Linked DNA regions of Zea mays: region 2 is linked to region 1. A link is a contact called in public Hi-C data. All regions are on one chromosome and are shown on one strand. The core of a region is the stretch at or near the end of the contact, and the rest is flanking DNA. Distances in the headings are between cores, read along the strand shown. Region 1 holds the start of LOC542748 (Thioesterase family protein, mRNA). Region 2 holds the start of LOC100279519.

Region 1 (5,869 bases), core at 1,370-3,869:
GTCTGAAAGGGAAATAGGGTTAACCATTTCATATAATTAACTTTGGTGGTTGATGTCCAACGCAAACACATGGACTAACTAGTTTGTCTAGAATTCATCAATTACAGGTGCATAAGGTTCAACACAAACCAAGAAAGAAATCAAGTTAGGGACACAATTTAAAATGAAGCAAAGGACTTAGAGTGTGCTGTTTTTTGGCGCACCGGATTGTCCGGTGTGCCACCGGACAATGTCCGGGGCACCATGGCCGTACAACTCCAAACCAGCCACTCTCGGGAATTCCAGGGCAGCCTCCGCTATAATTCACCGGACTGTCCGGTGAGCCAGTGGAGCAACGGCTCCCTGCGCGCCAATGGCTCCCTACAAAGTGCTACAGTGCGCTACAGTGCCGTGCAGAAGTCAGAACGCAGAAGTCAGAGGGCACCGGACTGTCCGGTGCAGCAAGACGACAAGACATCCCAACGGTCACGGCTGCGCTGACGTGGCGCGCACCGGACAGTGCACAGTGACTGTCTGGTGGTGCACCGGACTGTCCGGTGCGCCTATCGCCAACAGAAACTAGCCAATAGTTAGAAGTGGTTGGGAGGCTATAAATACCCCAAACCACCTCATTCACTCCCATCCAAGCCTTCTGAATTCTTCATTCATTGCAAGAGCAAAAGCCCAACAATCCAAGACACAATCAAAGCAATCAATCCACTCAAAGCCCCAAAATCAACTTTAGTGCATTAGGGCTTGCGAGAGGATTACTTGTGTTCTTTTGTTGCTCTTGTTGCTTGGTTTGGCCTTTTCTTTTTCCCTCCTATTTCTCAAGTGACTTGTAATCGAAGCAAGAGACACAAAGTGTGTGGTGGTCCCTGCGGGGTCGAAGTGACCCGTGAGATTAAGGAAAAGGCTCACTCGGTCTAAGTGACCGTTTGAGAGAGGGAAGGGTTGAAATAGACTCGGTCTTTGTGACCTCCTCAATGGGGACTAGGTTCTTTGGAACCGAACCTCGGTAAAACAAATCATCGTGTTCACTCGCTTTTATTCTCGTTTGATTTGTTTTCCCTCTCTAACGTTTCTTTGCTAGTATTAATTTTACTAACGTTTAAAACCAACAAATAACCTTTCATTTTACTGTTAGCGTGACAAGTCATTGTTGCTCCATCCAATTCAGCAACCTCAAACACCATGAAGTCCATTGCGCTAATGTGGTCTCAGAAACGACCTAATGCTTGCAAGAGCCAAGAACGCTGTGCCGTGCTTGGGCTGTAGCCTCGGCTCATAGTGCTGGCCTGGCCCGACACGATTATATATATTTATTTTACAAAAAGCGTATATATATAATTTATATTCAATATTAAAAATATTTAAGCATGATGTTCTACTGGTTAGACAACTTCACCTAGTATCACCCGTACTTCTTCCGCATGGGCTCGAACCCCAACTCCTGCACCGTTTTTTAACATTTTACGCTGATTTAATCAAATGGGCTGACGAACTAACGGGCTGGCTCGACACAGTCAGCAGGCCGGCATGACGTGCCTGAGCCAGAGTTGTAGCCCACGGGCGTCTGGCCCATGTCGGGCCGTCGTTTGACCATTTATAGACGTGCAACAGATTAATTTAAAATAATTATGAGGGATTATTTTAAAAAAATGACGCGGGACGACCATTGAAACTAGTGCTTTAAGTATAGTATAAAATACCTAAATAAAAATTATAGCCGAAAAGAAAACATGAAAGTTTTCTAAGTAAACTTTATATTGCATATATTTTTTTTATCAGACGTACACGAAAACCAAAGACGTATACGAAAACCAAACAGGCAACAGTTCTTGACCGGCGAGGGCGACCGTACGTAAGCAACAATGCATAGCAGAGTGTATAGCGGATGGCCGACAAACTTTGTTTTAGTTCATCTCTTAATTATAGGTATGTTCTTTTCATGATGTAAATAGGGCGCACAAAATAAGGAATTTACTATATAATCCTCTTATTCAATTTTGAGTATTACAGAGGGTGACCGTACGTAAGCAACAGTGCATAGCGGACGGCCGACAAACTTTATATTTGGCGTCTCTGGCAGCGTGTACTAAATTTACAGGAGCCTATAGCAGCCCTTGCTGAAGACGTACCGGAAGCCAGCATCCATTATATGTAGCGAATAAACTGCTTTAGCTAATCTTGCTGGAGCCAGACTTATATAATTATAAGCTGCATTGTATAGAAAAAGGGCCTTAATGTCGACTCCCTCCACGACTAGTTGGCGTTGAGCTGTGTTGATGCACGCCTGAGTCATCTCCGTTATCCTGCCACAAAGAACGCACTGCTGTTATGACGCCCGCCGAAATAATCAATTATCACTTGCCCTCCTCTCCCATAAGTACAATCGCTGTAGTTTGTACGAGTAAATCAAGAACATGGAGCACGTAGATGTAATAGTTAGCTGCTAAAATTATACGTAGATTTTAAATATCTATAGCTAATATATAGCTAACAATTAATAAGCAATATCTAAATAAAAATTATAGCCGAAAAGAAAATTGACAATCATAGAGGAGAAAAAAATAGTTGACATCCTTGTGTCGTTGATCTCCGTCCGGCGCCGGCGCCGGCGTCCGATCTCTCCTTTCCTTTTTGCCTTTTCTCCTGCCCACCACCCCGCCACAACCCTTTCCCTTCTCTGCTTGCTTGCTGCTGCAGTGCTGCCTCCCCCTCGCCCAGCAGCAGGGAGCAGCCATGCCAGGGGACCACGGCTCCAAGGGCGACATCTCCTTCGCCGGACGCTTCACGGCCAGCGCCATCGCAGCATGCTTCGCAGAGGTAACTCGTCTACCTACCCATCTCCCTCCCTCCCACTCCCACCCGTTTTCCATCTCCCCACGCGGCTTCACTTGTTGGATCGCCATCGCCCCCAAATCTGACTCGATTCCTTCCATTTCCTTCTCCTTTTCCTTGCCGCCGAGACCCAAGAGAGAAGGGGGATGGCAGGATCACGCCGCCCATCCCATCCTATCCCCTTTAATTTGCTGCATCTTCTCGCAGATATGTACCATCCCGCTCGACACGGCCAAGGTCAGGCTCCAGCTGCAGAAGAACGTCGTCGCCGCCGCCGCCTCCGGGGACGCCGCGCCAGCGCTTCCCAAGTACCGCGGCCTGCTCGGAACTGCCGCCACCATCGCTAGGGAGGAAGGGGCCGCAGCGCTCTGGAAGGGCATCGTCCCGGGCCTCCACCGACAGTGCATCTACGGGGGGCTCCGCATTGGCCTCTACGAGCCTGTACGGTCCTCACCGCAGTCAACTATTTACTCTGCATATCATTAATTAACTTTCTGATGCATTTTGTTTCCTCCAACACTTGCTGTGCTACTGCTACTAATTTCCCAATGCCAGTCCAACCAACCACTTGCCTGAACTTACAGGTCAAATCCTTCTACGTCGGCAAAGACCACGTTGGGGATGTCCCTTTGTCCAAGAAGATAGCCGCCGGCTTCACAACTGGTATGGTAGGAATAGGATGGCTAGGCACCCAGACCTGCGAACATGTTGTGTTCACCTTCAGCTACTATTTCTTCCATTCATCCGTTATTAGGGGTGTTTGGTTCTAGGGACTAAAATTTAGCACGTGCCGCATTGGATGTTAAATACCTATTACGAGTAATATAATCTGATTACAAAACTAAGAAACTCTATTCTGAATTGAAGGTGCCATCGCTATCAGCATCGCCAACCCTACTGACCTTGTCAAGGTCAGGCTCCAGGCCGAGGGCAAGCTTGCGCCTGGTGTGCCACGCCGCTACACTGGCGCAATGGATGCTTATTCCAAGATTGCTAGACAGGTCTGTGCTGGCATGCTCTTCTCCCAGCTAACCGTTCGCTTTCTTTGTTTTGCTACCAATCAATAAAATTAGAGCTTGGCTCTTATTATATGTGTGATGTGCTTGGCTCATCCTTAGGAAGGGGTTGCCGCTCTGTGGACTGGCCTTGGACCAAATGTAGCGCGGAATGCTATCATCAATGCTGCTGAGTTGGCCAGTTATGATCAAGTCAAGCAGGTGTTGTGTGCTTCTTTTAAATTCTCCTCGAATAACTCCATCGGCTCTTCCTCACTTGCCTATACATACTGTCCTTGCTGCAGTCAATTTTGAAACTCCCTGGGTTCAAAGATGATGTGGTCACCCACCTTTTTGCTGGTCTTGGTGCTGGCTTCTTTGCTGTTTGTGTTGGTTCCCCAGTTGATGTGGTAAGATGTCCTCTGGCCCTCAATTAACTATCCCTTTGTTTGTGTTCATTTCCCTTTTGTGGAAGTGTAGTCAAACATTGTTTCTTGTTTGCCCTACTGATACTCCCTATGGTATATCAACTCCCAGTATTGAACTGAGGACATGCTGCACATGATAAAACATGTCAGTCTCTCTTTTGAACCCCTGCCAGTTAACATATTCAGGAATCGTGCCAACTGAAGTTTATAATGTGTTCGAAATTCCCACCAAGGAAATTCAGTTTAGACTGTCCCTTTATGCCACAGCTTCAGAATTTGACATCAACCGTAGTCTTCAACCATAGCTGCCGTTTCCCCTCTTTCATGTATTTGTGAGGTCCACTCTTACAAAGTTACAATTTAACTCTGCCTTTCATTCGCGGATTCTAATTTGTCGCTGTGGATGCTGATCATTTCTATGGAAGTTATCTAGTACTTTCTTGTGGCCATATCCCTGGAATATTCGGTGTTATTGAAAAAACGTTGGACTCTGAATTAATGGCTTCAGTCTCTGCCTGTAGGTGATACCTTCCTCAAGTGCGACTGAGACTGACAAACAGTTATCTTCTTGCAGGTTAAGTCGAGAATGATGGGTGACTCAGCCTACAAAAGCACTCTCGATTGTTTTGTGAAGACGCTAAAGAATGATGTATGTCTAAGTTCCACACTTCTACTCATGTTATGATTCTGGGTTCAAATTTAGATGAGCAGAAAATATACAGACATGACCTTCCATTGAAAATATCTGATAGTTCCAGTAGGAATATAAGGTGTAACCCCTTAAAAAAAATCATATAGCGTGTACGACTGTCTCCAATAGAGCTTGTAAAATAGGGGACGTGGAACAGTAGATGACACTGTTTGACAACTGTTTGCAGAGAGAAGTTTGAAATAGGGGATGGGATAGGGGATCTGCTGGGATAGCCTAATGCGTTCATCAACAGTTGTCTCTCTTGGAGTTTATTTGAGCTGATAATAGTAATCATTGTACCATGGTGACAACCATGTGGCATTTCCTCAATATTTGACATTCTAGGAGCAGACAGTTTTTTTTTCTTTTTAGAGAATTTGACCTTATTGAACAAGGATTTGTCTCCGTAGTCGAAGTGTGTGGAGTAGTGCACTGTCTTAATCCATCATGTAGTGTCCATTTTGTTTCTTGACAGGACATAGGAGTTGCCTTTTGTGCCCTAGCATGGTGCAACTAATATATGGTCTGGGTAAATTTGTTCTTCACAATATACTGGATCTATCTTCCTTTTGTACCATTATTTTTGTGCCTTCCAGAGTTGCTGTGGCGTATTTGAACTTTGATTTGTCAATTTAGTTGTGTTGTCCGTGAACTGAAAATTCTGTTTATAATATAGAGCTGCTCTATTGTACCTGGTTAGTGTACAATGAATTCCAGGAGGCAAGCATTAGCTAATGATTAAGTGGCTTACTCTGTAGGGCCCTTTGGCATTTTACAAAGGCTTCCTGCCAAACTTTGCAAGACTGGGATCTTGGAATGTGATTATGTTCTTGACATTGGAGCAGGTAAATGAAAAGCTGAAGAGAGAGTGGAAGTATTTGAGCATGTTAAATCCAATATTAACACATTGTCTGTTGATCTTGTCAGGTTCA
Region 2 (5,869 bases), core at 2,119-4,618, 470 kb before region 1:
CTGCTTTGGAATGTTTTCAAATGTCGCTTGGGATCCTCTGATTTTTTGGAAAATGTCTTTGATCTCCCTAGCTTGCTGCTCTTCCACAGTGACTTGCATTGGTTAGATGAGCCTTTTTTAAAGCAAGAAATTGATAGTATTGTTGCGGCCCTTCCTTCTGACAAATCCCCGGGACCTGATGGGTTTAATACCAACTTTATCAAAAAATGCTGGCCGATTATTTCTTAGGACTTCTATGACTTATGTGACCAATTTTACCACGGGGATGTTTGTCTTCGAAGCATCAATGGTTCTTATATTGTCCTGATCCCGAAGAAGGATAATGCTAGTTTAGTGGGTGATTTCCGACCAATTTCGCTGCTGAATAATAGTATGAAAATCATCACTAAGCTGCTGGCCAATCGGTTACAGACAGTGATGACTTCCCTTGTTCACAAAAATCAATATGGCTTCATCAAAGGAAGAACCATTCAGGACTGCTTGGCCTGGGCATTTGAATATATTCATCTTTGTCATATTTCAAAAAAAGAGATTATTGTGCTCAAATTGGATTTTGAAAAGGCCTTTGATTCTCTTGAGCATGAGTTGATTCTTCAGGTGATGTTGCATAGAGGCTTTGGGCCCAGATGGATGAGCTGGATTAGGGATATTCTTCGGTCTGGCACGTCCTCAGTCCTCCTTAATGGTGTACCAGGGAAAACCTTTCATTGCAAGCGCGGGGTTAGGCAGGGAGATCCCCTCTCGCCTCTTCTTTTTGTTCTCGCGGCGGATTTGTTACAAAGCATCATCAATAAAGTGCGGCAGCAAGACCTGCTCATGTTACCCCTGGCCGCGAACTGTGGTCAAGATTTTCCGATAGTTCAATATGCGGATGACACACTGTTGATAATGGAAGCTTGCCCTAGACAACTATTTTTTCTTAGAGCTGTTCTGAACTCTTTTGCAACTTCGACGGGGCTAAAGGTGAACTACAATAAATCAAGTATGTACCCCATCAATGTCTGTCCCGCTAAAATGGAGATTCTAGCCGGAACCCTCAACTGTCAGTTAGGTTCATTGCCCTTTACCTACCTTGGTGTTCCGCTTGGTCTGTCAAAGCCTAAAATCTGCCACTTTTTACCGCTCATTCATAGGATTGAGAAGAGATTGTCATGCACCTCTGCTCTCCTTTCCCAGGCTGGCATGCTAGAGCTTGTTAACTCGGTGTTCTCAGCTCTCCCGACCTTTTTGATGTGCACCATGAAAATTCCGGTTACCACGGTCAAGAAGATTGATTCTTATCGGAAACATTGTCTTTGGAGAGGAAATGACGTCAATTCGAAGAAACCCGCTCTGGCTGCTTGGAGTATGATTACACAGACTAAAAAAATGGGGGCCTGGGAGTGGTAAGATTAGAGACACACAACAAAGCTCTGCTTCTGAAGTTTTTGCACAAGTTCTTCAACAATCATGATATTCCCTGGGTAAACCTGGTTTGGAGCAACTATTATAGGACAGACAGGCTCCCTGGCTGCTCAAAAATTGGCTCCTTTTGGTGGAAAAGTTTGCTTAGTCTTGTCCAAGATTACAAGGGACTGGCTGCCCCAACTATTGGGGATGGAAGAACCATTCTTTTCTGGGAAGATATGTGGAATAGGGGCACCCCGGCTCATCAATATCCTGAATTATTTTCCTTTGCTTGTAACAGCAAACTTACCGTCAAAGAAGCTATCCAAAAGGAACACCTTATTGAAATTTTTCAGCTTCCTCTGTCGGTGCAAGCCTATGAACAATTTCTTGACTTAGATGCAACTTGGGGGCAAATCATGGTGGCCAACACAAAAGATGCTTGGAAACTCATTTGGGGAGCTGATAATTTCTCTACAAAGAAAACTTATAGACATTTGATGGGTCAGGCTCAAGTTCATCAGATCTTCAGATCGCTTTGGAAAAATAAGTGTCAACCAAAACATAAGGTTTTTTTGGCTTTGGTTAAAGAACAGACTCAATACAAGGGATATGCTGAGGAGGAAAAACATGAATCTTGAGTCTTACACTTGTGAAAATTGCATCTGCCAAAAGGAGAAAACCCTTTATCATCTTTTCCTCAAATGTAACTTCGCGAAGGCTGCTGGAATTCTATTGGTCTGACGCCCCCAAGAATTACTAATCCTGTGGACGCTGCAGTAAATCTAATGCAGCAGCTCAATGTTTCCTTCTCTATGGAAATTGTCATTCTCATGACTTGGAGCATTTGGAAGTGCCGTAATGCCTGGCTTTTTCAGGATAAGGACCCAACAGTGCAGCATTGTAAAAATGAGTTCGCAAAGGAATTACATCTGGTCACGCTTAGAGCTAAAGGAAGATTCGATTCGACAATACCTGAATGGCTTCAGCATTGGCAATAGATCCCGTCAATTTTACCCTTTTGTAATTTTGTAATTTACTTTCCTGTATGCTTCTAACTCTGTCGTTTTAAAATTTTAATAAAATTTCAGTAGGGGCTTGCCCCTCCTGTCCTATCAAAAAAACCTGAGAGGCCTGTGATTTTGGATGTCTTCAGGTTCAGATCGCTGTGTCGCCTACTCGCCTCGTCTAGCAGTCCCAGGCCCAGGACTGCAAAGCAAACAGGCCCCCATATGTATATCATTTGGGGTACATACAATAGTGTTTTTAGTTGTATCTTCGAGTGTGTCTAAATGGTGAATGTAAAAAAACCCAAGATATATATCTTGACGAAGACACAGTGTCTTAACTTTATGTTCAAGATAGGAGGCTAGCTGATTGATCACTTTAATTTATTTAATGCTCTAATTGGTACAATAAATATGATAAGACACATATTTTAGACATGTCCACTGTATTATATTGTGTTTTAGTTATGTCTTATACTTGGAGTACCGTTCAACAGTGTCAGGGTTGTACATGCCCTTATACGATTTTCAGCCAGCCGAGTTGTTTTTGATATTGTCCTAGAGAAGCTGGATTAGTTTTTTTTTCTAACCAGCTTTTCTAAGAATTTTGGTGTGGTTCCAGCCAGCCGAGTTGTTTTTGACATTGTCCTAGAGAAGCTGGATTAACTTTTTTTCTAACCAACTTTTCTAAGAATTTGGCGGTGGAGATAATCTTATTATCGTTGGGATTCCATGCACAGAAAGATGAAGGTATATATAGGGTTCATGATTTAAAGTGACGGATTTCTACCATTACAACGACTCGATAAATTATATCTTTATTTTGATTTTGGATGATTTTTAACAAATCGATTTTTATTGAAGTCAAAGCTAAATTTTTTTCCTCGGCTGTAGCGTAGAAAGCGGAGTGTAATAACGAAGAAGTCGCAGTCGCAGCGCCAGCTTCCCGGAGCCTTCCTTCTTCTTCCATTCCATGATTTCCCACCCTAGGCGGCGGCGTAGTGCTCCCTCCATCTGCTAGACTTTTTGATGCACCCACATCACACCCACACCCACCAGCGCGAGACTGCCATGGCCCCAACGCCGGAGGATCCAGCCGCCGACGACTCCGAGCCCTTCTCGCCGTCCATCTTCCTCGACCTGCCTCCGACACCCCACCCTGGTGACGATGGCAAGGACTCGATGATAGACCTCCATTTCATCAGGCGCTTGCTCATGGAGGACGACGACGTCCAGTTCCAGTATGCCGACCACCACGCGCTCCTTCAGGCCGCTGAGGAGCCCTTCGCTCAGATCCTCGCGGGCTCGGCTGGATCCTCTGTTTCCGGCTCGGCAACAGCCGACACGACAGCAATTTACTACCCAGACGGTACGGGATTCCATTTCCATCAGCAGACTGCAGGCCCTACGAGTACGACTGGAGATGACGGGGTAGTAACCATGGACATGCTCAACCGGGCGTTCCTCAAGGGTATGGAAGAGGCCAACAAGTTCTTGCCCGTCGTCGCCAGCAGCACCCACACCAGCCTGCTGTGTCGTGACTATGCCTCCAAACACAGAGTGGTGGATGGGATTGGGATGCCATTATTCTTCCAGGAGAGTAGTGGTAATAACCGTAGAGGCAGGGGCTGCCACCATGATGATGACGGCGACGACGAGGCCGACACTAGAAGCGCCAAGCTGATTGCACCAGAGCTGGAGGAAAGCGGCGAGGTGACCGACGGCGTATTTCTCAGAGGCTACGAGGTGGCCCTGGAGAAAATGAACGGCTTGAGCACCAACGTGCCTGGTGCCATGTCACGGCAGGGACAGGGGAGGCAGCAGAGGAGCAGCGGCAACGAGGCAGTAGACCTGCGCACCTTGCTCGTCCACTGCGCAGAGGCCGTGTCCACAGGCAACCGCCCCGGAGCGACGGAGCTGCTGCGGCAGATCAGGCAACGCTCCTCGCCGAGGGGAGACGCCTCGCAGAGGCTAGCACATTGCTTCGCCCAGGGACTCGAGCTGCGGCTAGCCGGCACCGGCGCAAAGCCGAAGCGCGCCCCGGCTGGTGTCCACCTCCTGAAGGCATACCTGCTGTCCATGCAAGTTTGCTGCTTCAGAATGGTAGCCTTCAAGTCCTGTCATATGGCCATCAGCAAGGCCGTCGCGGGGAGGAAGAAGGTGCACATCGTGGACTACGGCGTGGACCACGGCTTCCACTGGCTGCTCCTGCTGGGTGCCTGGGCCACCCGGGTGGGTGGGCCGCCGGAGGTGAGGATCACCGGCATCGACTTCCCCCAGCCTGGGTTCCGCTCGGCTACCCGGACCGAGGGGGCTGGGCGCCGGCTCAGCGACTTCGCCCGCCAGTGCGGCGTCCCGTTCAAGTTCCGCAGCATCGTCGCCACCAAGTGGGAGATGATTTTTGCCGAGGACCTCGAGATAGAGCCAGATGAGGTGCTCGTCGTCAATGGTCTCTTCTACTTCGGGAAACTCATGGACGACGAGGGCGTCGACGGAGACTGCCCGAGCCCTAGGGACATGGTCCTCGGCAACATCAGCAGGATGCGGCCGGAGGTGTTCGTCCTCTACGTCGACAACAGCTCGCACAACGCGCCCTTCTTCGCGACGCGGTTCAGGGAGGCGCTCTTCTACTACTCTGCGCTGTTCGACATGATGGACGCGACGACGCCGCGGGACAGCGACGACCGCGTCTTGGTCGAGCGGGAGCTGCTGGGGCGGTGTGCCTTGAACGTTATCACCTGCGAGGGCTCGGAGAGGGTGGAGCGACCCGAGACGTATAGGCAGTGGCAGGTGCGGTGCAGCAGGGCAGGGCTCAGGCAGCTGCCGCTGGATCCTAGCACGGTCAAGTGTTTGAGTGATTTGGTCAAGGAGGGCTACCACAAGGACTTTGTCATCGATGTGGATCAGCAGTGGCTCCTCCAGGGCTGGAAGGGACGCATACTCTATGCCATGTCCACATGGGCAGCAGATAGATAGGTACTGTAGCTAGCATTTTAAGGCTATCAAATTTGTGCATGTTTCTATATTATTTCGACGTCGTTCATCCTAACACGGGCCCTGAATAGTTAGTTCCGTGTGATATACTATGATATCTATGATATAGTTAGTTCCGTGTGATACTGTACTATGATATCTATATGTCTTATATTCATATAGGTAGATCTTACTCAAATAAGATAGTTATTCAAATAAGATCCAAACTCCAAAGGATGACAACCGGGAACTAGAACAGAATCAGCGGTGGGCGCGCCTCCAACACCTCACAAAGGCTGACAACCAGGAACCAGAACGGCCATTGACCAACACACTATTACCTAAGCCACCACCACCATGATGATGATCGTCGCCCAGGTTTGCTGGAGTTCGTTCACCGGCTCGGACTCTTGCCCATGGCTAAATATGTGGTGTCGTACACCACCTAGCCATAGCTTTTCTAAAACCTGCATCTTTCCAAAAGCCCGCCATATATAGAGAGG

Evidence for each region. Hi-C and Micro-C count contacts between places; a contact is called where the count stands out from the background.
Region 2: a contact with region 1 is called in a Hi-C map of bundle sheath, with 3 times the contacts expected there. The contact joins the promoter of LOC100279519 here to the promoter of LOC542748 in region 1. A contact is called at or near these places in 3 of 25 Hi-C or Micro-C datasets (bundle sheath, ear and leaf).

The regions. Positions count from the first base shown.
Region 1 is chr4:561,023-566,891 of Zm-B73-REFERENCE-NAM-5.0, reverse strand. LOC542748 (Thioesterase family protein, mRNA) reads left to right here and starts at 2,619. Exons shown (of 9, transcript NM_001112257.2): 1 at 2,619-2,808; 2 at 3,031-3,264; 3 at 3,408-3,486; 4 at 3,691-3,824; 5 at 3,942-4,040; 6 at 4,124-4,228; 7 at 4,821-4,895; 8 at 5,696-5,782; 9 at 5,865-5,869. The coding sequence starts at 2,725.
Region 2 is chr4:1,033,369-1,039,237 of Zm-B73-REFERENCE-NAM-5.0, reverse strand. LOC100279519 reads left to right here and starts at 3,368. Exons shown (of 1, transcript NM_001152518.2): 1 at 3,368-5,509. The coding sequence starts at 3,423. The coding sequence ends at 5,369.